Linked DNA regions of Lactuca sativa: region 1 is linked to region 2. A link is a contact called in public Hi-C data. All regions are on one chromosome and are shown on one strand. The core of a region is the stretch at or near the end of the contact, and the rest is flanking DNA. Distances in the headings are between cores, read along the strand shown. Region 1 holds the start of LOC111890729 (serine/arginine-rich splicing factor SR30). Region 2 holds the start of LOC111890724 (serine/threonine-protein phosphatase PP1 isozyme 9).

What was found. A called contact is a pair of places that touch in the nucleus more often than the background predicts.
Region 1: a Hi-C map of leaf shows a contact between it and region 2, with 4 times the contacts expected there. The contact joins the promoter of LOC111890729 here to the promoter of LOC111890724 in region 2. A contact is called at or near these places in 3 of 4 Hi-C or Micro-C datasets (leaf and seed).

Annotation. Positions count from the first base shown.
Region 1 is chr5:308,539,251-308,545,940 of Lsat_Salinas_v11, forward strand. LOC111890729 (serine/arginine-rich splicing factor SR30) reads left to right here and starts at 4,333. Exons shown (of 13, transcript XR_006183251.2): 1 at 4,333-4,459; 2 at 5,035-5,144; 3 at 5,236-5,301; 4 at 5,397-5,471; 5 at 5,569-5,668; 6 at 5,756-5,802; 7 at 5,888-5,945; 8 at 6,023-6,072; 9 at 6,150-6,206; 10 at 6,334-6,488.
Region 2 is chr5:308,399,596-308,405,768 of Lsat_Salinas_v11, forward strand. It overlaps LOC111890724 (serine/threonine-protein phosphatase PP1 isozyme 9), which reads left to right and starts at 3,516. Exons shown (of 4, transcript XM_023886806.3): 1 at 3,516-3,947; 2 at 4,530-5,089; 3 at 5,164-5,358; 4 at 5,444-5,711. The coding sequence starts at 3,752. The coding sequence ends at 5,467.

The DNA.
Region 1 (6,690 bases), core at 3,083-5,582, 140 kb after region 2:
ACTCTTGAAGAGCAAACTCCATATCCAAGCTTTACACACCCTTAGATGCCACCCGGGTCACTCCAAACACTTGAATTGAAGTGTTTTCGCGTCTAGAAGTGTTTATTCTTATTTAATTAATAGATCAAGGTCTAATTAGATACAAATGTGTATCTCTTCATATTACATAGGAACCTCGCGTGTAACCAAGCCCCGAACTGATGCCTAGCATCCAAACCGACACACTTCTCGACTGGTGAGTTCATACCCCTACACCTTTTTCCAAGTTTTTCAATGTTTTCATGGGGGAATACAAGCAAACTATAAATGTTTTCGAAACTTAAAACTGATGTAATTCTATAAATATCTAGAAAACTTTTAGATATCTTTACCCCTTTTGTATCATGCGAAGCATAAGGGATGTTTTATTGAATATAACTAAGTAGATTTCAATTACAGTAAAGGGAACAATCAAACCAATCAAATTATTATGGGAATAATTTGGGATCTTTAGTTCTTGTTTTACGGACACAGATTTTATGTAAAGTTAATAGATAAACTATGTCTGATTCAGTTTATCTCTGTTTAATTTAGAGTATTATGCCAGATAATTTCATTGTATTAAATTGTTTTTACTGTATTATGTTTCAAAACGATTAGTATGTTTGATAACGAACGAGGACACCGTGAATAATTTAATACTAGCTTGTGAGATTATCTTCATTAAACCCTTCGGGTCATCAGTAAATCCTCCCCGGAAGTGTAACCAGAGTCTCCTTGAGGGAGAGCGTGGAATTTGTGAATAGATCTATTTGGGACTGACAATCCCACACCTAAACTGCTAGCTACAGTTAGGCGGGCACGCCTGGGGTGACAAATTCTGGATATCGTCCTACGCCTGAAGAACGTCAAGGAGGTCTCGTTGTCATATTAGCATGGTTACCCGACTCACAATACGTATTAATATTAAAATATAAGTTTATTCACGTATTTTTATATCTATCTTTGATCTATAGATGTTATATCTAGTACGGGATGATATTCCCATGGTTTTCAATCTATAGATTTTATATCTAGTGAGGGATAGAATTCCCATGGTTTTTAATCTATAGTTTTACTGGATGGTATTCCCAGTGGTCTTTTAATCTATAGTTTTACTGGGTGGTCTTCCCAGTGGTTTTAAATCTATGGTTTTATATATTAAAACTACCTACTGTTGTACTGGATGGTATTCCCAGTGGATTCAATATATAGTCTTACGTATTAAATTATCTACTGTTGTATCGAACGGAAATTCAAAACTTTAACTAAACTATCTTTATAAGAAAATATGGGATTTTCTTGGATAACAACTTTTCAAAAAACCAAAGGAAAACATGATCTTTTTATGTAAACAAACATCTTATGAACTCACCAGCTTTATGCTGATTTTTAAACTGCTTGTATTCTCAGGTTCTCCTTAGACAGGTATCCCGCGTTCTTTTGCAGAAGGCGGAGCGTATGGAAGTCTCGTCATATTTTGGATTAACTTATCTAACTACAAAACTTGTATTACTTTACTTTCAAACAAATGTAATGAATCTATGTAATGTAATGTTTTGTGTTTACTATGCTTACTATGTACATTGATTGCGATACTTCATGACGTCCTCCGCCCCGGAACGTTTCCGCCTTCGGTTTCGGGGTGTGACAAAATAACCTTCAACACGATAATTGAGTTGTGTTAGTTTAAACTGGTACTGAAAATTATTAATAAGCTCTAACAATTTTCTTTTACTAAGATGTTTAACCAAAACAAGCTCTTTGAATTAAACCTTACTTTTTACTGAATGAATCAAATAAGCTCTTAATTAATTTAGAAAAGCAGCATTAGACACAGTTTTAAATTCCCAGTAAAGTCCAATACTTCTCACAAGCTTGGAAGTGTAAAGACTTTTTTGATCAGTTTATATTAGAGTTAATCCTAACATAGAATCAATCAAATATTCGTTACTTTTACTAATTAATAGAGACAATTACGGATCTAAGCAAATCTAATAACTACAATGATTCATTAACAATTAAAGTTGACAACAAAAACTGAATCAAAATCAAATGTTCAATTAAGCATAAAATTGATCAAACTAAACAGTAAACACAATCAAAAATTGTGCCTAATGATTACTCGCACGAAAAGTCGAGTCGTTTGCGAAACTGAAATCTAGGGTTTTTAGCATGACATGGCTAAAAACGAATTACAAGTAAAAACGAAACCTAATTTACAATTCTTACTAAATGAAACTAAAAATTGAATCGTGTTCTTCAGATCTATGTTTGGCACTCAAAAACCTTTGAAAATCGTCTCTCAGTCATCTGGAATCACAAATTTTTTAACTGAGGTGTTTTAGAAGCCTTTTTATACTTCCAGTCAAAAAGTGGGGATTTCTGCGATCGCATATATGATAAATGCGATTGCATTTTTCGTTGAAATGTGTCCCGAAGTGGCTTAATGAAATACGATGTTGTTTTGGAACTTTTCAAGACTTCGAAGCAAATCTGTGATCACATTTTTTTGATCTTTTTTCTCAGCTTGAATGTTTAGCACATAGAAACCTAGAAGCAAGTATGCGAACATTTCTACGATCGCATAAACAAGAACTACGATCGCATATCTTCCATCTTATCTCGTTTTGGTCGTAATTCTTCCTTTCAAACCATTCCTGATCATTCCTCAGCATCCTTCCTTAGTTCCATCTCCAATCAAGCTCCATTTTCAAAGAACGCATCCCGAGATGTTTCATGTGCCAATGTGCTCCAATTTACCCTGAAAATCATAACAAAAGTGAGTAGTATGGGTATTTTACAAATATAAGGAGAAACATGAATTTTATAATAACATTAGGGAGATAGCTTTTCATAGAAAAATATCGAGAATAACATGCTAAAAGATGCATATAAAATGCATCTAACAAACCTTCCTAAGCTTAGACCTTACTCGTCCTCGAGTAAGGAAAAGATAGGCATCAGAAACGAATATGAGGGAAAAGGGTAGTGAGGGAATAACCTAGACGAAACTAACAACTTAAAAGGAAAACCTAACTAGCAAGATTAACATAAAAATAAATAAGGAATAAAATATTACCCACTCTTACTATTTTTTTTTTTGAATTTTATTGGTTATTGTTTACTTATTTATTAAATAAATATTTAATAATAAAATGGGTCCCACCACTCACCTTCATCTTCAACCTTTATCTTGAATAGCTTCAAAATCAAGAACCTCCCAAAACCATTTCATCTGCCAATCATCATCGTGTACCATGGTATAAACCAAAATCATGCTCTATAGTAGGGCTTTTGCCTACCAAGTTATGATGGAGAAATCATGCATAATTGTGTGATAAATTACCGATTTGTAAATGATGGTGATGCCCAATTTCATTTCCATGTTGCAGGCTTTACCGAAATCCATCGTTTCCGTTGTTAGAAATCGGAAAACACAACAACACCACTTCCGAAAAGATTGAACTCTTGAACTCCTGAATCTATCATCGTCGTATCCCACTCAGAAAAGTCGGATTCAAAGTTTTTACACATTGCTGACAAATTCAAAGCTTTTACACGACGGTGAGATGGGTTCGAAGCTTTCAAAAGTCGACGAGGTTAGTTGGAAGCTTTTAAACACCAGCGAGGTTGGTTCAAAGCTTTTATCAAATGAGAATATATTGAAGGCAACAAGGGGCGTACGAAATCGTCGGCTACCACCAGATTCAAATTCCAATCTGGTTTCCCCGCTGTCACCATCAGATGTAAACTACGATATAGTTCCCTCTTCTCCCTTCCTATGGTTCTAACTTCTCCCCTCTCTTCATTTCATCGAAGCCACCACCATGATTTTTTGGAAATATGTTTTATGATTGTTCTTGATTTTGATTATCCGATTTGTATTTTGTTTTGATTCATGAGGTTTATTCTTGATTTTGGATTTGTTTTCAGGAATCTAACCATGGTTGTCGGTGATTGGTGGTGGATGGCGGTTGTTTTAGTAGGGAATGAGGAGGAGGTGGTGATTGTTTGTTGTTAGTTATTTTAGTGGTGGTAGTTGAGTTTAATCCAATGGTGACATAAATGGTGGTAGTTTAATCATAAATATACAATAATAAATTAAAATAAATACATAAATAATAAAATCAATTAGAAAAGAAATTAATAAGGGCATAATAGTCTTTTTATATTAGACAGGGACCAAACACGCAACAAAAACAAATAATAAAGACCTTCCGGGTTAAAAAATTAAATTAAACCAAACGCATAAATTACCCGAAACCATAACCATATGGACCATTCGTGTAATTTACAATTTTTTAAAACAATATTTTCCCGTTTGTGTATTTATATCAACTTTTTCAAGGTTGTCTTGTTGTCCACTACTTAAAGGAACCCGAACCTTCCACAAGTACGTGTTGTTTATCTGCCACTCCTAGATTTCAGAAGACAGAAGGTATTTCCTTTTGCAATAGTAGCGCAGTCGATCGATTTCGGCCTAAATACCTTTTTAGATCAAATACTCTGCGTCTTTGATTTCCTTACATATTTATATGGATTACTCCGTTAATAGACTTTGAAAATACGGTAAATCGCTGTTAGGGTTTTGCTTGTTCGATTGCTTTCCTCTTAGGATCATGCATATTACGATTTTGTTAGGTTGTTGATTCCTATGGCCTTTAGAACTAAATTTTATTATTATCATAAATTTTTTGAATATAGTAGTTTTTATTATTTTGTAGAATATTATATTTGGGTTTTTAACCTCGAGCATCCTTTCTAGGTTCATTAATATGTTGAATTAACTTCTACAGAACTGTAATGTTTGGCTACTTTGTAAGGATTCACTTTGAATTCTGTGGTTGAATGATGTAAACTGTCCAGACCAGAATTTAAATTAGTTCTTTTAAAACTTGACAAGTATCTGTACTTAACGACATATTATTGGTGATATAACTCATAGTGATTTCCTCCTATATTCGATAATATTAATCTTTCAAATTATCTAAAATCAAGTTGTTATTGTATCAGATCATCACATTTTTTTGCTAAAAAACATGGGTCGCTCAAGTCGTACACTCTATGTGGGTAATCTTCCTGGTGATATTCGCGAAAGAGAAATTGAAGATCTGTTTTACAAGGTTCTCTCTGATCTCTCTTTGTAATTCATTATTTACTTTGAAACCAAGATATCTCCAATTTTTTACATCGATTTTGTATTTTTTCATACAGTATGGACCCATTGTTGAAATCGACCTGAAAATTCCTCCTAGACCCCCTGTTTTTGCCTTTGTAGAGGTAAACTACATATCCGATTCTCTCTCATTCTTCTTAAAAGGATTTTTTTCAACCATTTCTTTTCATAACATTACGCCTTTTTTATTTCATTTCAGTTTGAAGATCCGCGTGATGCTGAAGATGCGATCCGTGGACGTGATGGCTATAAGTTTGATGGTCAACGCTTACGAGTTAGTCAACGAGACCATTCTTAATTCATCAACAACTTAGTTTCATACTTTCAATCATGTTTTTGATTGGTTTCTTTTGTGTTTACTTGCACTGAAGGTTGAACTTGCACATGGTGGGAGATCTTCATCTTCCATAGATCGCCACAGAAGTGGAGGTGGTAGCCATGGGGGAGTATCAAGGCGCACTGACTATCGTGGTTTGTTTATTCCCCTGCTTTGTCTGCTTCTTCTAATAATGATTAATCTATCAAAAACATTTCAAATATTTTCCTAATGATTTGCAGTTTATGTGACTGGATTACCATCTTCTGCTTCATGGCAAGATCTGAAGGTTGGTTTTGTTGACATTTTAGATCAGATAGTTTTGTTTATGTGTTTTCAAATCCTAATTGGATTTAAAAAAAATGTCATTTTAGGATCACATGCGTAGAGCTGGTGATGTTTGTTTCTCTCAAGTTTTCCGTGATCGTGATGGTAAGTAAGTAAGTTGTAGTTATTATTTGTATATGATCCTTCAAATTACAAATGAGGCTGATTATAGTTTTTTGCAGGAATGAGGGGGATTGTGGACTATACAAACTATGATGATATGAAATATGCGGTTTGTTTTCTCTATATAGATGTTTTAAACTTATAATGCCATGCAGCTCTTTTAATAGGTGTTATTGTTTGTTTTAGGTAAGGAAACTTGATGACTCACTTTTTCGGAACCACTTCTCCAAGGCCTACATACGGGTATGAATATGATGTGTTCTTATTTTTTTTTTTAATCAAGTGTTGTCTGGATAAATGTTGTTTAAAAAACATTTAAGAAAAGTTAGGACTTGATCAATAAATTGGTGGTTTGGTTTATTGACAACAGGTGGAGGAGTATGATAGAAGACACAACGAGTCTAGGAGCCGAACCCCAAGTCCATATTATTCAAGAAGCAGAAGTCCAACTCACAGCTACAGCTCTGACAGCAGAAGCAGGTCTCGATCTAGATCTGTTTCTTATCGATCTAAATCTGCTTCAAGGTACCTACCTACTTTAAGAACAATGTTTTTGCTCTTTTATTCAAGACTTTCCCTTTTTAGTTTTAACTTATGATCCACTTTCTTTTTGTCGTCTTCATTTCATAATTAATAATTTCACCATATAGTTGCTAAATGGCTACCTACCACTTTATTTACCAAAACTTTCCCTATCATATTAGTTACAAATAGTCGCTATCGAAAA
Region 2 (6,173 bases), core at 2,266-4,765:
TCATTTTATATGCATCATAGGTAGCGGTGATACGACTGTTGAAGATTTGAATAAGATGTTGAGTGAATGAAGAGAAGATATGCAATAATATTTAGGACCAATAGGTGTTTATGCCATAACATATGTACTGTATTGATTATGACATCTCTAGTTTAAGACAATAACTTATACTCAAAATGTTTTAATGTACTAGGATTTCCCACAAAGCAAGATATTATGATTTTTAAAGCGTAATGATTTTTGTTGGTTATGGAAAATAAGGGATGTCAAAGACAATAATTTATTTATTTTATGTTATGTTAATGTATAGCTCACAAGACATATTGTTTGATATATGTCGTTTCCATGTATTTCAGGTTCAGGTAGCAAGCCTTTGATGAGTGGGCTTATGAGCATCCATGATATTAGACAAGACTTTTGTTTTATGTTCTATCCTTGTTGCTTTAATAAGTGGTTAATATATGATATGTTGATACCCGTTAATGTTTTCTGGAAATAATTTGATGATTGTTGAAACTCTAGTTTTGTAAACATTGACATACACTCTGATATATGGGTTATTACAACAAGATCCGATTTTTCCAAGTCCAACAAGTCCGGAGAGTAATCAAATGTGCTCAAAAGGTCATGGAGTTCTCTTAACTCTAAGAACACATGCAAAATGACCAAAAAGTACCAAAAATTACACATAACAAGATCTCAAGAACTAAAGAGCAAGGTATCAACTTTATACTTATAAAGGTCTAGAAATGGAGTGAGTTTGCTGGATCTACACCTGGAACCACCTTTCCTACAACAAAGGAAACCTTCTTGATCTTCAAGCTTCACCAAAACACCCAAATAAGCACCAAAATTGGTTCAAGGAGAGAGAGGATAAGCTCAGAACACTCAAAGGAGGCCTGTGTTTCTCTTAAGGGATGTTCTAGGGTTGATAGAGGTTGAGAATGACAAATCCTAGGGGTTAATGTGCTTTAAATAGTCCCTAAAACCCTAATAAGTCGTTTATCCCATGTATCTGGGCGCTCTGCACCCCATAAATGGCGCCCTGACGCCTTCAGTATAAATCTACAGCTTTTCAGTTTTTAGATTTTTGTGATTTATTCCTTCAATCTTTGGTCATCACTTTTACATTTCCTTGGACATTAAAATCACCAATCATAGTTTTAGAAAAGCATAGTTGGGACTCAGATGTTACAATTAAAAACTTCCAACACATGTAATCCTCCAATAGACAATTTGGTAAGCGCATCTGCCAATTACTCAAATCAGGAATCGGGTGTTACAATGTATGCCTATACAACCTTAACATCGGTAATTATTTAGTATTTGTAACTTAGCTTAATTAAGAGTCGATCGATTCATGGAGGATCAAATATGAATAGTTGGATAACTGGAAGGTTGCTTTGAATAAGCTAGAAAGTCGATCTCTAATGCATCGTTGGAAATCTTATACGAAAGAGCAAAAGATTTGTATAACCAAGTTGGTGAGAGCTGTTAATATTTTTTAATACCGTATAGCTATACCGTATGTTCCCATATTGAAATGATACATGAAGTTATTGTTTACACCATACGATACGAAGTGTTATCATTTTCTTCATTTGAGAGAGTTAAATATTTTTCATATTCTCTCTTGTTTTTGTTACCGTCATCTTTAGGATTTCAATCTTAGATGTTAGGGTTTTCGTAAACTCTATAAAAAGAGTAGAATATGATTAACCTAGAAGATTATTCCATTTTTTTGTAAGTTTTGTTCATATCAATGAAATGTGAAAAGTTTATTTTTTTATTATTATTTTTATTTTTTTTATTTTTTTTCGGTTCTCCACACAATCTTAAGGTATATCATTTTCTTTCTTAAAAAATTGTTCCTGTTGTAAAAAGGAAACTTGTGTTTAATATTAACATAATAATGCACGTTGATTATGATTTGTTCGTAAAATTTTTAATATTTTTTGATATGATAAAATATATTTTTACATTTATAAAAAGTATAACCTAAATATAGAATAATATTGAGAAATATTGTAAAATAAGCATCATCCAACAAATTTATGGGAAAATCTTGAAGTATTCTAGCATTAAAAACTATGTCAAATATTGGATTATGATTTAATGAGGATGGTATGATGAAAATGTTAAATTTTCATGATTGGTAAGAAATTTATAAGACAATATATATTTATGGCATATGAAGAAGTGTGCCAAAACGTAATATGAATTATAAACACAAACCGATTAAAACTAGCTTTTTAGAAATGGTTCATCATTTTAATGAAATTTGTACAAATGTTTGGAAAATAAATCATAAATGTTAAGTTTATAGTCAACTTCCTACTATGGCAATCAACTTTGGAAATGAAAGTTAAGATTTAATGTGGGATTGGCTTATATGTGTTAGAGATAAATGTTTAAAGGAGTTAATGTACAAATTAACAATGCATATGTAAACATACGACTTTGGATTGTACAAAATAGATTTTCAGAAAGCTAAGTTTAAAACTTGAAGTATCATTCTTATGATCTTGATGTTTGAGCTTACGCCTTGTTCCCGAGTTTTTTTTTAAATTCATTAAAGGAAAGGGAATGAAAATTTTGACAGAAAGAAAGGGAAGTGAAGGAAAATATTTATTATTCCGTGTTCCCGAGTTCGAAGGAAATGAAAGGAAAATTTTAAGTTTTTGTGTTCCTGAGTTAGGAGGAAAAAGAAATTAAAACTTAAAATTTTCCTTCCCCTCACTTTCTTCCCAAATCCGCCCAATTTGGGAGGAAAATTTAAAAGGAAAATATGACTCCAAAATCCTTCCCCTCCCCTCACTTTCCTTCCATTAATGAAACTCGGGAACACGATTTTCCTTCGACACCTTCACTTTCCCTCAGTATCCTCCCATTTCTCTCTTTAAGTTGAACTCGGAAACAAGGCGTTAGAGTTTAATTTGAGATTTGATTTATGGGTGAAATTAATTTACACTTAGAGTTTGATCACTTAAAAAGTAGAAGCATAATCCATAAATAATAAAAGAAATAGTGTTTTCTTATACTCTATATTGTATAAAAGAAATTAGTTCTAATACATTTACTAGACAAAATCAACTTATTTCAAGACAAAACATCAACTATTCCACCAAACTATCTTTACTTTGTCTATGTGCCAACCGTTGGTAAGTTTACAACTAGAAGTATCATATTGTCCACCTAACAATAATGATTACATATATAAGTATTTTGCAAGACAATATGATTATTTAATTAATTAATAAAATGATAATATATATATATATATATATATATATATATATATATATATATATATATATATATATATATATATATATATATATATATATATATATATATATATTCTACTTTGTGTTATATAAATATAGTGATATTAAAACGGGAAGACTTGAGCCGGTTATGGTATGGATAACCTTAGACCGTATCAAACCAAAGAGACGTATAGAGTACGAAGAAAATACGTATACATTGATTACTCACAGACGGAAAGAATTGAAAAAGTGTTCAAGAGCTGCAGGATAACGACATGCCCAAAGACATGTTCTTTCTCTTCTTTGAGAAATACCCACCACACCAAATCTCATTCAACCCCCACCCCACCTCTTTCATCCCTCATCTCTCTTCTAAATTCAATTACTCGATCCCTTTCTCTTTATCTATGTAAATCTTTCTCGATTAACCCTTTCTTAGGAGGATTTTTCTTCTCGTGTTAATAGGTAGGTAGGAAGATAAAATGAGTATGATCGTGATGGACGGGATGATGGAGAAGGGTGTATTGGATGATATAATTAGGAGGTTGTTGGATGGTAGAGGAGGGAAACAGGTCCAGCTATCGGAGGCTGAGATCCGTCAGCTGTGCGTCAACGCCAGGCAAATTTTTCTTTCTCAACCTAATCTCCTGCAGCTCCATGCGCCAATCAGGATCTGCGGTAAGATTCGAGGACTAGTTTTTGTGATCCTTGTATTTTTTTGTATACTTTTTTTTTGGAATCTCGTAATTATGACGCTCAATTGCAGATGGGTATGATGGATTTCTGCCCATGTTCTATGTAATTTTGAGTTCTATTGGGGTGCCCTAATGATCGAATTACTAAAGGGTTTCTTTGTATTTGATCTGATTTGGGGCGGGTTTAGTTTTAATGATGATTATCATGGTGAATCGGTGCCTTTCTTTGAACTATTTGGTTTGGGGGTTTTGTGTTTGTTCATTTTCTCACCCCATTGATGATCTCTACATTTATCCCTTAGAATTTAATTGATTTGAGTGGTTGTAATCCTAAGAGGGTGTTTGGAGTATGCCTTCCGCAAGTGATTATGTGATTATTGGGATAACAATTTCTACAATCTGAGTAATACTTATGATTATTGGATTCTTCAAGGGCTAAATAATCAATTTGATACTAGCTGTAACAATACAAAACTGACTATATACATATACTACTAAAACTACTTATATACTCTTATATTATTTCCTAATGTAGCTCATGTTCTTCAATCTTTGTTAATGATAGGTGATATACATGGACAATATCAAGACCTATTGAGGCTTTTTGAGTATGGTGGCTACCCTCCAATTGAAAACTACCTCTTTCTTGGTGATTATGTTGACAGAGGCAAACAAAGTTTGGAGACCATATGTCTGCTTCTTGCATACAAGATAAGATATCCAGATAAAGTGTTCCTCTTAAGAGGAAACCATGAAGATGCCAAAATCAACCGCATTTATGGGTTTTATGACGAATGTAAAAGGAGATTCAATGTCCGTTTATGGAAGATATTTACAGATTGCTTCAACTGTTTGCCAGTTGCTGCATTAGTTGATGAAAAGATCCTTTGCATGCATGGTGGTCTTTCCCCAGAGCTTGAGAATTTAAGACAAATAAGGGAAATTGAAAGGCCAACTGAAATCCCAGATAATGGGCTTTTATGTGATTTATTGTGGTCAGATCCTGATCCCAACATTGAAGGTTGGTCTGATAGTGATCGTGGTGTTTCATGTACTTTTGGAGCTGATAAAGTTGTTGAATTTCTTGCCAAAAATGATCTTGACCTTATTTGTAGAGGTCATCAGGTAATAAAACTTTGTTTGTTTATGGAAACATTGTATATGAATCATATGAACCATATTATGAATGTTTTTTGCAGGTTGTAGAAGATGGGTATGAGTTTTTTGCTAAAAGAAGACTTGTGACAATATTTTCAGCTCCAAATTATGGGGGAGAGTTTGACAATGCAGGAGCTTTATTGAGTGTTGACAAATCCTTAGTGTGTTCTTTTGAGATATTGAAGCCTCTTGATTATTCAAAAAAGCCAGGAACTTCTAAGTTGCCTCTTAAAAAGGTAAAATTTTAGTTAAGTTTTTGAATAAGATTTTCAACTTTTTCTCAAACTCTTGAGTATTTTCTATAAATGTTTGTTTGAATAGCCACCAAAAACAGGAACAGCATGAGGGAGGAAAAGTGGTGAGGGGATAAGAAAAATCATAATTCATAATGATGAAGGTTGAAGTGTAGAGATGTATGAAGTATGAAATGGATGACATCTGTAAGATGAGGTGATTTAGGGAGGGTAATATACTTAATGAATGCACAGAAACTTACTGTAGTTGGATGCAAATTAAAACACACCCTTTTTCCAGTTGGTTGGTTGTTATTGTTGGAAATATAGATTGAGAATCAGTCATCTGCCTTCAACGGTTTTCGTGTTGTTGTATATTGATTGTAAAATGTGTTTTTCTTTTTTCTTTTTACTTTTGAAAGTGTGTGAAGGATGTTCTTGTGTTGGTAATTTGGAGCTTTAACCTTTGATTTTGATCCCACCATTGAAATGGAAGATGAAAATGGTGTTCATGGTTTCTCTAAGTGGTTTCGAGAAAAGAACCAAAGAACATGTATGTTGATATGTTATGTTACCATGGCATTTACCCTTTTTTATTATGCACTTCAAAAAATCTATTTGGATAAAAGGATTCTTAGGGCTTTTTTTGTTTTCCTTGTAAAATCTTGCATTTCAAGGATGATATAAGTATATATTGAAAGAAGTACGATCTTAAATTTATGGGAAAATGCTTAGAGTCAACAATTTTTTCACAAAAGTCTTGTGGTGGGACAACAAAAAAGTGCAAAATGACAAGCTAACTAAATTAAAATGTCATG